Linked DNA regions of Hordeum vulgare: region 2 is linked to region 1. A link is a contact called in public Hi-C data. All regions are on one chromosome and are shown on one strand. Each heading gives the region's core, a stretch centred on a gene start, on an enhancer-like site or on the middle of the called end of the contact. The rest is flanking DNA. Distances are from core to core; before and after follow the strand shown.

Evidence for each region. A called contact is a pair of places that touch in the nucleus more often than the background predicts.
Region 2: a contact with region 1 is called in a Hi-C map of seedling, with 3 times the contacts expected there. The contact joins the promoter of LOC123444367 here to the promoter of LOC123444366 in region 1. A contact is called at or near these places in 2 of 6 Hi-C or Micro-C datasets (leaf and seedling) and 1 of 1 datasets of contacts at active chromatin or transcription factors (embryo).

The regions. Positions count from the first base shown.
Region 1 is chr3H:478,142,630-478,150,497 of MorexV3_pseudomolecules_assembly, reverse strand. LOC123444366 reads left to right here and starts at 3,269. Exons shown (of 2, transcript XM_045121055.1): 1 at 3,269-3,648; 2 at 3,740-4,254. The coding sequence starts at 3,443. The coding sequence ends at 4,052. It overlaps LOC123444363 (endoribonuclease YBEY, chloroplastic-like), which reads right to left. Exons shown (of 12, transcript XM_045121053.1): 12 at 7,547-7,868. LOC123444364 reads left to right here and starts at 6,598. Exons shown (of 2, transcript XM_045121054.1): 1 at 6,598-6,951; 2 at 7,046-7,593. The coding sequence starts at 6,737. The coding sequence ends at 7,358.
Region 2 is chr3H:478,350,695-478,358,562 of MorexV3_pseudomolecules_assembly, reverse strand. It overlaps LOC123444367 (glucan endo-1,3-beta-glucosidase 13), which reads right to left and starts at 4,607. Exons shown (of 5, transcript XM_045121060.1): 1 at 4,302-4,607; 2 at 2,653-3,927. The coding sequence starts at 4,356.

The sequences.
Region 1 (7,868 bases), core at 2,020-4,519:
GTAAACTCGTCACCCAGAAATAGAAAGGCAACGCCGAGCGCCAACCGCCAACCGACCGCCGGCAGCTTGGCAACAATTTGGCGCAGGTGAAGGAAGCGTGCACCTTCCGACGTGTTGGGTAACACGACATGAGTTATCTGCATGCAATTACCTAGTGAGTCCGCTGGCGCAAAGCACGTACGTGCCGAAGTTAATCAACCCTTTCATTTGCGTTCCGACAGTGTCAAGTAGGCAGGCGAAACAGACTCTGCTCAGCAAAGACGTCCGGCGCACACGATAGCGGTGTGCCGGATACGCACGCACCATGCACTCGCCATCGCCAGCCTCAACCATGAATCAATTCGAACGGCTTGCCTTGGTTCCTTCCGAGAGCACAGGTCCACGAGACCAAAGTTGGGCCGGATTGCATGGCCGCCAGATAACGATAACGAGAGCAGAGACCGGGCGAAACTGCACGCCTCCCCGGCCTGAGCTACACAAAGCTAGTGCGATCTACGCCAAGCACACCCGGTCTCTTCTCTCCTTTGCGTCGTGCTCGCGTACCGACCAGGCCACCGCCCGCAGCCACACAAAACCGGCCCCGACCCGATCCCATCCCATCCGATGCGACGACGCCGTGTTCCGGGGAGACGAGCGGCCACGCGTCTCAAGCCACGCCGATCGAGCAACCAACAGCGACGCGCATCCGATGATTCCCGCCTCATCCGGCCGGCGATGGAATTCCACATGCTGCCGCTCGTCCCGTTGCGCGCAGACCACGTTCCCCCCTGCTCGCGCGGTCCACCCCTGACCGCGGCACATGATTTTTTTGGGCGCGGCCGTCGCTCTCGTTGGATCCCCGCGGGATCCGGGCCGGGGCCGGCCACGGATCATGGAGCGAATTGCCGAGGAATATGCCGCCCACCCTTATCGCTTCCCCGACGATATTTTTGTATAAGACGGAGGCGTCTTTTGGGTGATGGGTCTGGGCGGGCGTGTTTGGTTGCAACTGCCTTCCCGTGTGTGTGTTGTGGATAGAAGAAGGCACGGGAGGCGTCGACCCCATGTTCCACGCACGAGCCGCCCACCCCACCCGACCCGGCCAGGTCAGAGCGGCCGTCTGCTCCATGGACGCGTTGGGGAAGATTTCAGATTTGACTCCCCACGACGGAGAGAGGCGGCCGGGTGGAAGGGTCGTATCGTATCAATCGATTGGGTTATGGAACGTGTCCGAGGGTTTCCAACCAACACACGCACACAGACAGCAGTCGTGGAATTCGTTCGCCCTGGAGCGAGACACGGTGGACGACGCACCCACTTCGTATCGTAGACTCATAGGCCACACCAGAAACGACTTTTGAAATCTACGAGCTATACTAAGTCCGGCGCCACGAGCTTGAACAAGTCCACCCACGGATAAGGATCAGGGAGCACGGATTCTTGGCAGTCAGCCTTACTTGACTAAGCTTAGTGGTTACTGCCACAGAGATTAGGACACGAACGTAATTAGCTGCTCCCCCTAGACAAAAGGTGAGCAAGCGCACCTGCCCTGCCTGGGCATCTGCGTCGGTGGGAGTCCAAACCAGGCAGCCATGGGAACACGGAATACACAAAACACCGTTTTATCTGCCTCCGGAGCAACACGAGGAAGAAAGCTTGTCGCCGGTCTCGTTGCGCCAGCAAACCAGCTGCCGTGTCTCCCGGCACCGGTGCTCGTGCCATGGCAGACGTGTGAGCTGTCGTCTTTTTTCCCATTTGGTGAACATGCTCTTGCCACCTGTACTAGTCGCGCGGACGGGTGTCCACTTACGCAGAGCTCATCAGTTTCACTTCTTTTGGTACTACAGTCCTTGGTTGATACTCATTACTACAGCAGTCCGTAGTTTTCAACAATAATTCCTGGTTATATCTTAAGGCCCCGAAGAAACTGATGGCAGGAGGTTGATGAGTACATACTTCTCCTTTCCCCACAATAATGCATTCCATATAGATGGTGCTTCCCACTTTCCCGGTGACGTTGAAATGCACCATTTATCTCGTGCGTCTTTTAAACCATAAATGGTTGTTAAGCACGACACCACTTTTAATCTCGAGAGCTACTCTACACGGACGCTGCCCCCTCCCTTTTTATCCCGTGCAATGGAAGCCAAGGGAACGGGAATGGTGCGCTACAAATGCGACGCGGAAAACCAAACACGCGCGCGCGTGTGTGTGTCATCACCAAACTCTCGTCCGGTCCACGGAATCTCATTTTACGCATCCCCGTCGAGACGTCAAATTATGTGGGCACGCAGCGCTCCAGCAAAAAAAGGATGAGTTTGTGGAGTAGTGAACCTGAAAGGTATAAAAAACACACGTGTCCCTTCGACAAGGGAAGGGGAGTTGAAGGAGTGCCCCTTCAGCCAAGGAAGGAGCCTCCGGTCCACGGCAGCTCACTCAACCAGATTTTTTCCAACTTGAAACCTCCTACGAATTTCACTTCGCGTCTCCAGAAACTACTACAGTACTAGTATTGCAGAATGGTTTGGGTCCTCTGAGATTTTTTTTTCTTTTGCGGATGGACATCAGTGTTTGTAACTAGTCGATTAGATAGAGGTTCCAATTACGAAGCATATACGGGTATAATTTTCCGGTACGATTTTGATAAGAGTTGTTCGGAACCACATGTTTGTCAAAGCCAAGCTTTACCACCTCAAAACAGGCTGTCCAAATAGGAGTACAGTAGTAGTAATCGGTTTTAGCAGGAGCACCGACGAGTCAGCTCCCAATCCCAACGAGAGGCAACAACCCAGCGGCAGCGCGCCGCGTGTCCGTGTCCGTCGATAAACGATCGAAACGGTGACTTGCAAGGCACCGTCTCTTCCCCGCCACAGCATGCCAACGGTCCGAGATGTCAGCCTCACAGACCAGCTCTCCCAAAAGGATAACAAAATCATATAATAAACCGGCCAACAAACTGAGGAGACGGAGATAAGATGATAAGATCGGATCGGGCGGCAGAATCCGCCAAAGCAGAGGCATGTGGGTGGGAGTGGCCAACAAACTTAATACCACTCTTGTTTTGTTTTTCTATTTACGAAAGAAAAATGACGGGACCAAGGCATGGCCCCGTGCTCATGGGGTCCAAGTCACCGGTGTCCAAGCAAACCTAACTCGCGCATTGCAAACACGCCGGACCCCAACCCACGGTGACGTCACCGGACTTTCACAAAATCGCGTTCGGTTTCGTAGTACTCCTTACCGAGTAGGAGTATTAGTCAAAGCGCACTAGCGCGACGGCGAGCGTTATCCCAATCGGCTCTGCTCTGGCTGGGGCTCTATATATGCCCGCCCCCCTGCCAGAAGGTAAAGGTCGTGAAACAGAGCAAGCAAAGAGCAACAGCAACAGCAAGAGAAAGAATATATTACATCCATAGACAGCAGCTCATTGTCTTACCGGAAGCCGAGGAACTTGCAACCAGCCATGGGCAGATCTGCCGGAGCTCCTCAGCCGCGCCAGGAAGACGAGGACCTGTTCGAGACCTCCTCCTCCTTCTCCTGCGACTCCGACGACGAGGCACGGTTCTCGGACGGCGAGGACCAGTTCGTGCCGGCCTCCCCGCCGGCGCGCAGGCTGGTTTCAGAGGGCGTCTACGATCTGTCGTCGATGAAGGCAGAGCTCTCCGTCAAGTAAGTCTCCGAGGAACTTCATAAGTTCATCATGAACATTTGCAGCAAAATGGAAGTTTTTCCTGACCGTGCTGATCTTCTCTCTTTGCAGGAAAGGGGGGTTGTCCAAGTACTACGACGGCAAGTCCCAGTCCTTCGCGTGCATGTCGGAGGTGAGGTGCCTGGAGGACCTGCCCAAGAAGAGACCCTACAACAAGAAGATGAAGCCATGCCGGAGCCACGTCGAGATCGACGGTGACCAGAGAGCCTGCCCCGCGCCTGGTTCTAACAACAGCAGCAAGGGAGTCGCCAAGCAGACCTCCGGGAGCTCCTGCGCGAACCTGATGATGGCGCGGAGTGGCAGCTCCAGCATGCTCTACAGGCCTCCCGCCATCCCCGTCAACAAGAGCGCCTGCCATCAGTAGGGCTCGCGGTGCCATTCCGCGCCTCTTCTTTGTTCCTCGAGGATGAGGATTTTTCTTGGCGGGTCTATTAGCTTGTCAAATGTAAAGAGGCTTTTGCATCCATGTTGTTCGGGAAGACATTGATTGATTCAGTGTGTAAATAGAGAGACCGGTTGTATACCAAACATTTCTTCTGATTAACAAAGATTATCCGAGATCCGAATTCTGAGCCATGGTACATGATCAAAGACCATCCTAGTTATTCTTAACAATCAACATAACAAGGAGTACAAAGTAGCTTTGCTAAAACAAAGAGCGTTTATCAGACATGGAAGAATGTTTTACCGCCTAAGGGCTTGTTCGGTTGAGGGGGATTTAATCCCCTACAAGCCAAAATCCCTGCACTGCAAATCTTCTCTAATTCCCGTAGGGATGGGATTAACCGAACCAGGCCTAAAGTTATACCCTGTGAGCAACAAGTAATATGGATCAAGGGAGTAATATGAAACACAGGGAGTAAAAATACTCCGCGCGTGTACCATGCCTTTCCTGCTGAGGCTGTTCACCGGAAGTCCCTCCATGCTTTTAAGTGTGACATAAAACTTGTTGCACTGCTATAAGATGAACGTCCACCAACATGTTCAATGTCTTTCCAATATTCATAAAGGAAAAGGAGTTTGTTCTCAACCTTTGTGTATGCCTTCGTCTACTTGTTTTTGTGCTTCTTGCTTGCATTGGCTTGGTTAGAAAACTCATCTTCGAACAAAGACATTCCGTCGATGTCCATTTCATTTTTTTCTTCTAAGCCATAGTCCTCTCCAAACTTGTGGTCGACGAGGAAGATGCTACCAAGGCCATCTTGGTCTTACATGAAGGGGTCGGTCATGCCACCATGGTCAAAGGTGTCGGCCATGAAGGGATTTTCGTCGTCTTGGCTTTGGGTCTCTTCGAAATCGAAGGGAGCGGGATCGACATCATCTTTGAAGATGATGTTCTTGATGATGAAACGGTTGGTCGTGTCGTCATCCTTAGCTGGAGATTGTCTTGATAAGAGTAGTCCACTTTAGATAGATATTGTCAGCTAGATAGCATCGATTGTTGTAGTGGTGGCATTGATCTCAACATCGACTTTCGGGCAACTGCCTTCTTCCGTCATAGCGAATACTAGAGAGCGCTGAAACACATTATATCGTTGTGAGATCCGATCATGCCAAAGAAAGAGTGCTAAATCCAGAGATCTTGTGAAGCAACGACCAAGTATGACACTGTAAGCACGGACATGGCCCTTATACTGCCCCTGCCAAGCAGAACGACAATTTTTACTTTGAACGCATGCAATTTATGCTATCAAGCATCCCTGGGACCCCGTGCTGGCATTTATCGCCAACAACCGTGTTGTATCATCGACAGTTGACTTTTCCAAGTACTCCAGCCAAACACAACTATGTAAGCCCTTCAGAACCTATACATGAACTCAAGGCAGGTGGACTCACTCATTCGTACATGCTCATTAATGAGATCAACGAAAACTCAGTATGCAAGCATCAGAATGGCAGTAGTGCATTTTTGATAAGAGGAGAAGCCCATCTTTCCAAAGGCATATGTCTTGCACTCGAAATAGTTATCGTGCCCCCCCCCCCCCACCCCATCCCAAATACGATAGAACACATGCCTAGCCATACAGAAACGACGTTGAAATATGTGATGTTTGAAGAGCGGGTTGGGGTTCTCAAAGTACTCGTTCCAAAGTAAGAAATGACCACTATTCCAACTGCGGTTTAACGCTGGCGTGTACCCCGGTATCGAGCACCTAAACAATGTACGCTGCATGCTTAGGTGGTCGTGGACGACCAATGTAGCTGCCACGATCTTCTCATCATTAGATGAAGAATCATCTGAATCCCAAAGAACATTGTAAAAAAGAACTCGTCGTCGGAATCCATTTGTACCTTGCGGGCAAACCGACGAACAACTTGCGGACGTCCTGGAAGAAGCCGGTCGGTGAAGAGCCTCACACCCTACCGAGGCAAGGTAGGAACTGGGTGGCGGCACAGGTAGATGAGGCGACCGGGAGGGTGACCTTTCTATGAACGAATGACTGACGGCATCGGCGGAACTCGGCGGCTACGGCGAGAGGTGGTTGGGGGGGGGGGGGGGAGTGAGTCGAAGACAATGGGAGAAAGAAAAAAGGGGCCTACGTGCCACCGACTGTCGGGTCGGAGGAAAAGGACAGGCGTCGTGCGCGTTCATTTCGTGTCTGGCCGACGAAATGCGGCCCAAATATTAATCAGGAACGAGAAACGGACGTGCGTCCGTTTAAACCACCACGTTGCACCGAGTTTTATATCCACGACGATTCAATCGGATACATGCGGATAGTCCGGTTGGAGTTGCTCCAACTTGCGCAACGCAAACACACCGGAACGGACCAACGGTGACGTCACCGACCTCGTGTGGCGCTCGCGTTCGGTTTCGTGGTAGTACGAGTACTAGTCAAAGCGCACTAGCACGACGCCGAGCGTTATCCCAAATTCCCAATCGCCTCAGCTGCGGCTCTATATATGTCCGCCCCCCCTGCCAGATTGTAGAGGTCGTGAAACAGAGCAAGCAAGAGCAACAGCAACAGCAAGCATATCTTCGTTACCCTTCTACTACTTGAGGCCCGCCCGTCCATTGTCTTACCAGAAGCCGAGAAACTTGCAACCATGGGCAGATCTGCTGGAGCTCCTCAGGTCCTCTCGGCGCACCAGGAAGACGAGGACCTGTTCGAGACCTCCTCCTCCTTCTCCTGCGACTCCGACGACGAGGCACAGTTCTCGGACGGCGAGGACCAGTTCGTGCCGGCCTCCCCGCCGGCGCGGCGACTGAACTCCGACGGCGTCTACGATCTGTCGTCCATCAAGGCCGAGCTCTCCGTCAAGTAAGTTCCTCAGGAAACACCTTCCTTCTTCATGTATCAACAGAGTAGCAAAATGGAAGTTTTTCCTGACCGTGCTGATCTTCTCTCTTTGCAGGAAAGGGGGGTTGTCCAAGTACTACGACGGCAAGTCCCAGTCCTTCGCGTGCATGTCGGAGGTGAGGTGCCTGGAGGACCTGCCCAAGAAGAGACCCTACAACAAGAAGATGAAGCCATGCCGGAGCCACGTCGAGATCGACGGTGACCAGAGAGCTTGCCCCGCGCCTGGTTCTAACAACAGCAGCAAGGTAGTCGCCAAGCCGACCTCCGGGAGCTCCTGCGCAAACCTGATGATGGCGCGGAGCGGCAGCTCCAGCATGCTCTACAGGCCTCCCGCCATCCCCGTCAACAAGAGCGCCTGCCATCAGTAGGGAGGGAGGGTTCGCGGTTGAGACTCAGAGTGTCTGTCCAGGGCTGGCTTCGCGTCTCTTCTTTGTTCCTTGAGGATGGGGATTTTTCTTGGCGGGCCTATTAGCCTGTCAAATGTAAAGAGGCTTCTGCATCCATGTTGTTCGAGAAGGAATTGATTGATCCAGTGTGTAAATAGAGAGACCAGTTGTATACCAAACATTCCTTCTGATTAACGAAGATTATCTGAGATCCGAATTCTGAGTGTCCAAGCCATGGTACATGATCTAAGATCATGCTGGTTATTTCTCAACATAACAAGGGGTACAAAGTAGCATGGCTAAAACAGAGAGCATCCCTTGGTTACCAGAGATTGAAGAATGTTTTACAGATATTCCCAGTGGAAAAAAGAATGGCGTGTCTCCACCGATTGCCAACCAACCAAAAAATGGCTCTGCCTGATGCTTTCAAGTGTTAAAACTCTTTGCGGGTACTGTGACTGTGACCACAACCCTGAATGATCTTGTCGATAG
Region 2 (7,868 bases), core at 3,358-5,857, 210 kb before region 1:
GGCAGTCCTTTAGTGAACAGATCCGCAAATTGCGAGCTGGAAGGGACATGAAGAACACGAGTGTCACCGAGGGCCACCTTGTCCCGTACGAAATGAAGATCAATCTCGATGTGTTTGGTCCGTTGGTGCTGCACGGGATTGCTGGCAAGGTATGATGCACTGACGTTGTCACAATAGACAATGATTGCGCGAGTAGGGGGGCGCAGGAGCTCGTGTAGAAGCTGTCGAATCCAGCAAGTCTCGGCGACGCAATTGGCGATACCTCGGTATTCTGCCTCTGCGCTAGAACGACTGACCGTGACCTGCCGTTTCGACGACCAGGAGACGAGATTGTGGCCGAGGAACACGCAGAAGCCAGGCGTAGATCGGCGTGTGTCCGGACAGCCTGCCCAATCTGCGTCGGTGTAGGCGAGGAGATGCTGTGAGGAGGCTTTGTAGAGTTGGATGCCGAAGTGAGACGTACCCTTGATGTAGCGGAGAATCCGCTTGACAAGTTGCATGTGTGTGTCGCGGGGTTGATGCATGAACAGGCAAACTTGTTGGACAGCATAGGATATGTCTGGGCGGGTGAGTGTGAGATATTGCAGCGCGCCAGCCAGACTGCGGTAGTGCGTGGGGTTGGCGAGAGGGCGAAGCGCAGCTGGCCACGTGGAGTTATTCCCGAAGAATGGGTAGAGGTCGCCGGAGCTAGCGGAGATCATGAGAACCTTCCTGGTGCGTAGATCCTTCAAAAGAAAGCCAAAAGGGTAAAATTCCATGGAGCAAGAGTTATCACGTGTAAATTGGCGAACGGAGATGAGGCTGGTGAGGACGTGAGGGAAGAACAGAACGTCGCGAAGGTGGAAGGTGGAGGGAGAGAGAGTGGTGGATCCGGTGCCAGCGATGGGAAGACTTTGCCCATTGCCGACGACAACGCTAGATGGTTTATGCTTTAATGAAGAAGACGAGAGGGTCAAGTTACCAGGGTTGCCGGTGATGTGCGAGGTAGCGCCGCTGTCGAGGTACCAGTTGGAGGAGGAGCCCGCAGGAGGCTGGTTGTTGGCACTGTAGGCGGCGTGAAGCATGGCGAGGTGATCCCAGGCGGGCTGATGTACCGGCGGGGAAGGAGCGGCCGGCATGTGGTGAGTGTGGTATGCCTGGGCATGGGAGCCCGGAGCGGGACCAAGGACGCCGGCGGAGTTGGGAGGAACCCAGCCGGGGCGAGGTGGGGGTATCGCCATGCCGTATGGGGCAAAGAACCCCATGTAGGGATTGTATGGCAGTGGTAGATGGGGGCCACGGCCGGATGGATCGCCATGTCCGCGACCACGTCCACGAACCCGGCCACGGCCGCGATCACCGCCGTCGTGGCCACGACCACGGCCAGGGGGTTGTGTAGGGCCGCGATCGGTGGAGCCTGCGGGCCGATCACCAGAGCGCGGAGTGGAGGAGCTCGTCGGCCTCCCGTTGGGAGAGATTCTCCTCGGCGAGTTTGAGCCGGGAGAACACGGTCTCAAACGGGGGGAGAGGCACCGTGTCCCCGAGGACGACGCGGATGGTGTCAAGCCGTTTGTCGATGCCGTGGAGGAACTGAGTGGTGAGATCCACCTCAGTGACCGGGTAGTCGATGTCGGCGAGGCCGGCGGTGAGGAGCTTCATGCGACGGGCATATTCGGCGACAGAGAGATCACCTTGTTTGAGATTCCGGTACTGCCGATTCAAGGTCATGTATCAGGCGGCACGATTGGCAAGGAAGTAGTCCCGGATGCGCCCCCAAAGATCGAAGGTGGTGGTGGCACCCACGACGTGATCGATGAGGGGATCGGCCAGAGTGGAGTAGATCCAAAGAACGAGGTGAGCATCGAGTTCGCGGAGGTGGGCATCGGCGTTGGGTGGGAGGGGTTGTTCAATGAATTGGGAGACGCCATAGCGGAGAAGAACGAGGAGGAAGAAGGACTTCCACTTGTGGTAGTTGTGATCGTCGGGGTTGAGCTGGAATTTGATATGGTTTTGGATGCTGTCATGGAAGATCGGGTGGCGGGATTGGGGAATGGCGGATGGAGGGGGTGGTGGTGCAGCGGATTGAGGAACGGTGGTGGAGAAGAGAGGTGCAAACGTAGATGGGGGAGAGGGTGTACCGAAAACAAAGGGGGAAGAGGCGGCGGTGGCGGCAGGGCTGGAGGCCGGGTGGTGTCGACGACCGTCGTCGAGGAAGAGGAGGTTTGGCCGGAGCCGGTGGCCGGCGCGGAGGGGAGGTCGGAGGTGGTCATAGGAGGTGGCTGGTGTCTGATACCAAGTAAGAGAATATATTCCTTCCAATGATCAACATGTACAATGGTGTTACATATATATAGCAGAGGTAGAGGAGAGCCGGTCCAGATCCTACATACAAGGACGGCTTAGACTAAGTGTTATGACTAGGTAAAGGATAACGTTAACATTGCATTTATATCAATGGACTTCCGGTTGCAATTTCAGTCAAGGACCTGGATAATTACTATCATAAACATTGTAATCAGCCCATATTGTCTACCAGTATAGGCTTACATTTAGGTACTTTGTCAATATTCAGACTACATCCAAAGCCAGTGGTGATACTGATGCAGAGATATTATACAATGCAACCATTCATTAAATAATCAATGTAGTTGTTTTTAAGCACATGATACTTACTTGGATCTTTCGTCGTCCTCATTCCAGCACCACCAAATCCACAAGCCACATCAGTAGCTCCATTTTGCTGATAATAGCTGTTGAATGCATATGAAGCATGTGAAACCAATGTGTCGGGCTGGTAGCAGGGTTGGCTTGGTTGAATAGCAGAGCAATCGACATTGCCTGGACCGCATGCCCAGTTCAAGCCATTCTGCAGAGCCGTCTCGGACACATTGGTTGAAGCAACACACCAAGTACCATTTGAGCTCGTAAGGTTTCCTCCAGTCATGATGTCCACATTTCCTCGGCCAGTCCAATCTACGCTGTAGATGGAGCTCTGGTCCGGAGAGAAGAGTCCCCAGTTCCTCTCCGACTCGATGCCCGGCTTCCTGTTCTCATTGAACAAGGAGAAGATGTAGACGTCTATTTCTTCTCCAGGCTTGGCAGGCGTGCCACTGTCATTGACGACATGGCGTATCAGATTAGTGTTGTAAGTCTGAGCATTGTCCGGAGTGGCCCCGGTCTCCTTAGCAGCTCCCTTGTGTGGCCATCCCGTCTCGGTGATCATGATCTTGAGTGTCTTGAAGTTGAGAGCCATGAGCGCGAAGAAGATGGAATCGACCTGCGCATCAAACATGTTTGTGTAGACCAACCCAGTGTTGGGGTCAATCACGCCCTGGGACTGCGGCGAGAAGAGGGCGTAGTTCAGCGAGACATTGCTGGGCGAGTTCTGGTAGGCGTAGTAGGGATACAGATCGACCATGAAGGGCGCCTGGTTCTCCACGAGGAACTCCAGCATGGGCTTGAGGAAGTGCGCGTAGCTGCTGTTGAACGCCCCCGCGGACGGCGGGAACGAGCGGGAGAGCACCCCGAGCGAGTGCGTGCTGGAGATGGTGATCTTCTTGTGCAGGCCGACCTTCTTGAGGGCGGCCTGCACGTTGCGCATGGCCGGCACGACGAGGGAGGAGACGTTGATGGTGCTCTCGGTGATCTCGGCGCCGACGGTGATGTAGGTGATGGCGGTGGCCGGGTAGTAGGGGAGGATGCTGTTCTTGAGCCAGGTGTCGACGTTGGACTGGTACTGCGAGAAGGCGAGGAGGTCGGCGTTGGGGACGCCGACCATGAGCTCCACGCTGGTGTTGGCGAAGGCCTTGATGACGTCGACGTTGGCGTCGTAGATGCGCACGTACTTGATGGACTGCTGCTGGATGAGCTGCGCCACCTTGTCGGGCCCCGGCAGGTCGTCGGCGTTGCGGCCGTAGCAGATGCCGGTCTTGCCGCCGTGGCAATGCCCTGCAAGCGCAAAAACAGCCACACATCAGGATTCAGGAGCGCGCAATCTCTCTTATTTTAGCGCCCATTTATTTCCAGGATCCTTTAATCTATCTCATGCCAGGAAAACAATCAATCTACTCCCCCCAAAAGGTGATGGACATGGGGATTAGATGATTATATTTCCCCCCAAACGCCAAAAGAAGACATATATTCGTCGGACATCATCACGGTCACGGCACCATACGCACTGCAGGTAGCTAGCACTCAGCGGGAAGCAAAGCATCTAGCAGGCACTCGGCGCGCGGTTAACTGAGAGTTCACATTCCAAAAGGGCGAGTATTCAAGTACCAGCAAGAAGACGAGCCGGGGGAGCATATGGTTCAAGAACTCACCTATGAGCAGCAAGAAGAGGAACGCGGAGAACGCCGCCGCATGCCGCCGCGCCATTGGCGTCCCGACCCCGAGCTGTGCCTCCTCCTCCGCTATCCCCGCCGATAAGACCTTGGTCTGTGCTGGCTGCGCGGCCGGAGGGTGTGACCGTTGAGTGGAGTGAAGCAGAGGGGAGGAAGAGAGGAGAGAGGAGGACGGAGCGAGGGAGGCACGGGGTGATGCCTGACGCTGGCCACTGGGCGACTGGGCTCAGGCGGTGCAGCGGGGCAGTGCGTGGAATGGAGTGCGTGCGTGACTGTCGCTCGCGGCGGGCGGAAGCGGAAGCGGACGCGAGGGGGTGCCTTATAAAATTGGGTTGAGGGTGTTTAAACAAAGGGCGCACGGGTCCGGGATGGAGACGAGGGGAGGAATTTCCTCAGGGAAAAAAAGTAGCGACGAATGTTCGCTGGACCGGGACCACAAGGCTTAGGTTGAAGCGTGAGCTCACGGGGTCGTGGTAAAAAACGACCTTGAAACATTTGGTTTGTATTGAGTGAGGCCAACGCACGATCTCAGTCAAACACTCTCCGTTTTTCGTCTGCTTTCGTTTTATCTTTGATTTAAATTTAAAATCGTATTTGTATTGAAACGAACAACACGTGGACGGATGGGATACGTGTCTTCGTTCTCCCGAGGCCCATCCATCGGGGACATCATTGTCCCTCCTTTTAGAACATGTTACTTCATGTTTGATTTTGATAATTGATGATAATTTTTATGAATTAATGGTTGCTTTGAGTTATATTTAAAGGATTTTTTTCATAAACATTTTTTGAAGTCTATTTGGTAGTTTAAAGGAATTTATGTGATTACAAAAGGTGGTATTTAAGAATCCTCTATTACTAAATAGCTACAACTCACTACCTAATTTTCTTACCCATGCAATCATGACACATAAACAAGTATGCATGCAAGATATCAATAACATCTTTTGCATTACCCTACGCATGCATGCAATGGTGCCACATCATCTACTCATGCATATTAATCATAAATAGTTTCTTGCATTAGAGTTCATCCTTCATATTTTGTTAGAAATTACATTTTAACTATAATTTTCACTCTTTTTTATACACTTCGTATTTTATTGTTTTTGAGCTTACATTCACTTTTCATTAGTTTTAGATTTGTTATAACAACTATTTATTCATATTTTAACAATGTTTTCGCTGCAACGCGCGGGGCATCATCTAGTTTATCCAAAGATTGATCATGTGAGAGTTGGGTTTATTGCAAGCATGTCTTAAAGAAGAAGATTGTGTGAACATTCATGCTTACCTTCAAGACATCATCTTTATAAAGAGAAGATAAGTCTCAAGGTTCATCAAGACCAAGTCAAAGAGTGAATCAAGTTGACCAAGTCAAAGATAAGTCTCGATATACTAATCATTGTCCATTACACTTTGTGTACTAACTACTACCCATGTCTTCATGAGTTTTTTATGTGAGGTTGGTGAAAGTGCGTTATATCGACTAGAGGGGGTGAATAGGCGATTTTTATGAATTCGTCACTCGGGAATTTCCCTGTGAGGAAATTGCTAAGTCACGAACAACTTGCAGCGGAATAACTACTCACGCGTAAGCTTAACATGGCAACAACATGGCCATCGTGATGAAATGAAACTAACACTTAACGCGAATAGCGTGATCAGGATACGCAGGTGAAGAACAAGTGAAGTGAAGAATTTGAGATGAGGAAATTGAGAAAGTCTTCAGTCAAATTCTTCAAACAGTAATAATAGATTTCATCAACACATAAATGAGGAAATAGAACCAGATACTCGGTGACGGGGATACTACCCCAGGGTATACCAAAGGCGGAGATTACCCTTCTCCAAGACTATTAGGGGGGTCGCCTAGCCCCTCGAGGCCGGCTGGAGAGAGCCAGCCCTCCTGGTACGGCCGACTTGGCGATAGCCGGCCCCATTGAGTCATATGCACGGTCGGCTGGCGGTAGCCGGACCCTCCCACCAGCGCCTCTCCAACGGTCGGGAGCGGTACGGCTGGCCGGCTGGCCGGTCGCTAGCCGGACAGACTGCCCCATCCCATTAGGTCGTACAGTAGTACTCCGACAAGACAACTCCCGATCCCCGATGTGGCAACAGTGCTCCCTGATGCCAGCTAGGGCCGTAGCGGGATGATGGCGCCGTCAGCATGGCTACAAGGGGCCTAGACAACACCGACGGCGGCTAGACAAAGCGACCCTGTAGCCATCATCACCTCGCGCACCAGCCCTGGCAACCCGGCGCATCAGCCGCTAGTTGCACGGGTCGGCGGGACCCACGACGAGACTTGGCAACCGGTGGGCCCCCCAGGCCGGCCAGAGGCTGGCAGCCGGGTCCCACCAGCGATCTTATCCTCAATACTGTACTAGCTCGGGCTGCACTATAAAGCCCCCTCCAGCCCCCAGAGAGGGGTTCGCTCCCTTCGCATTAGCACACACACACACACACACACACCGTTCCCATCCACGTACCACATGAGAGAGGTAGCGCGATAGCAGGCCAGAGCCCATCTCCTTCCTCAGATACAGCTCCAAGAGCACCATTGTACTGATATCTCATATAGTCACACATGCAGGACTAGCGGTATTACCTCACCGGAGGGCCCCGAACCTAGGTACACCTGCGTCATGTGTCTTACGCATAAACCCGTTCCCCGACGCTACCGGTGCCTGATACGTCCATTTTGCATCATGCTTTCATGTTGATATTTATTGCTTTTTGGGCTGCTATATTACTTGTGGTACCATATTTATGCCTTTTCTCTCTTATTTTGCAAGGTTTATTTGAAGAGGGAGAATTCAGGTAGCTGGAATTCTGGACTAGAAAAGGAGCAAATCTTAGTCCATTATTCTGCACATCTCCAAATGCCCTGAAAAGTTACGTGGGTTTTTTGGGATTATATAAAAAATACTAGGCGAAAGAACTACTGGAGAGGGGCTGCCACGGAGCCACAAGCCCTGACACCGCCACCCCCCTGGTGACAGAGTGGGGGCTTGTGGGCTCCCTGACGGCCCACTAGCCCCCCTCTTTTGCTATATGAAGCGTCTTGGTCCATAAAAAATCAGAAGGGAGCTTTTTCGTCGTTTCGCCGCCGCCACGAGGCGGAACTTGAGCAGATCCAATCTAGAGCTCCGGCAGGACGATCCTGCCGGGGAAACTTCTCTCCCGGAGGGGGAAATCGTCGCCATCGTCATCACCAACACTACTCTCGTCGGAGGGGAGGCATCTTCATCAACATCTTCATCAGCACCATCTCTTCTCCAATCCCTAGTTCATCTCTTGTAACCAATCTTCGTCTCACGACTCCGATTGGTACTTGTAAGGTTACTAGTAGTGTTGATTACTCTTTGTAGTTGATGCTAGTTGGATTACTTGGTGGAAGAGTCTGTGTTCAGATCCTTGATGCTATTCATTACACCTCTGATCATGATTATGATTATGCTTTGTGAGTAGTTACTTTTGTTCTTGAGGACATGGGATAAGTCATGTTAATAATAGTCATGTGAATTTGATATTCGTTCGGTA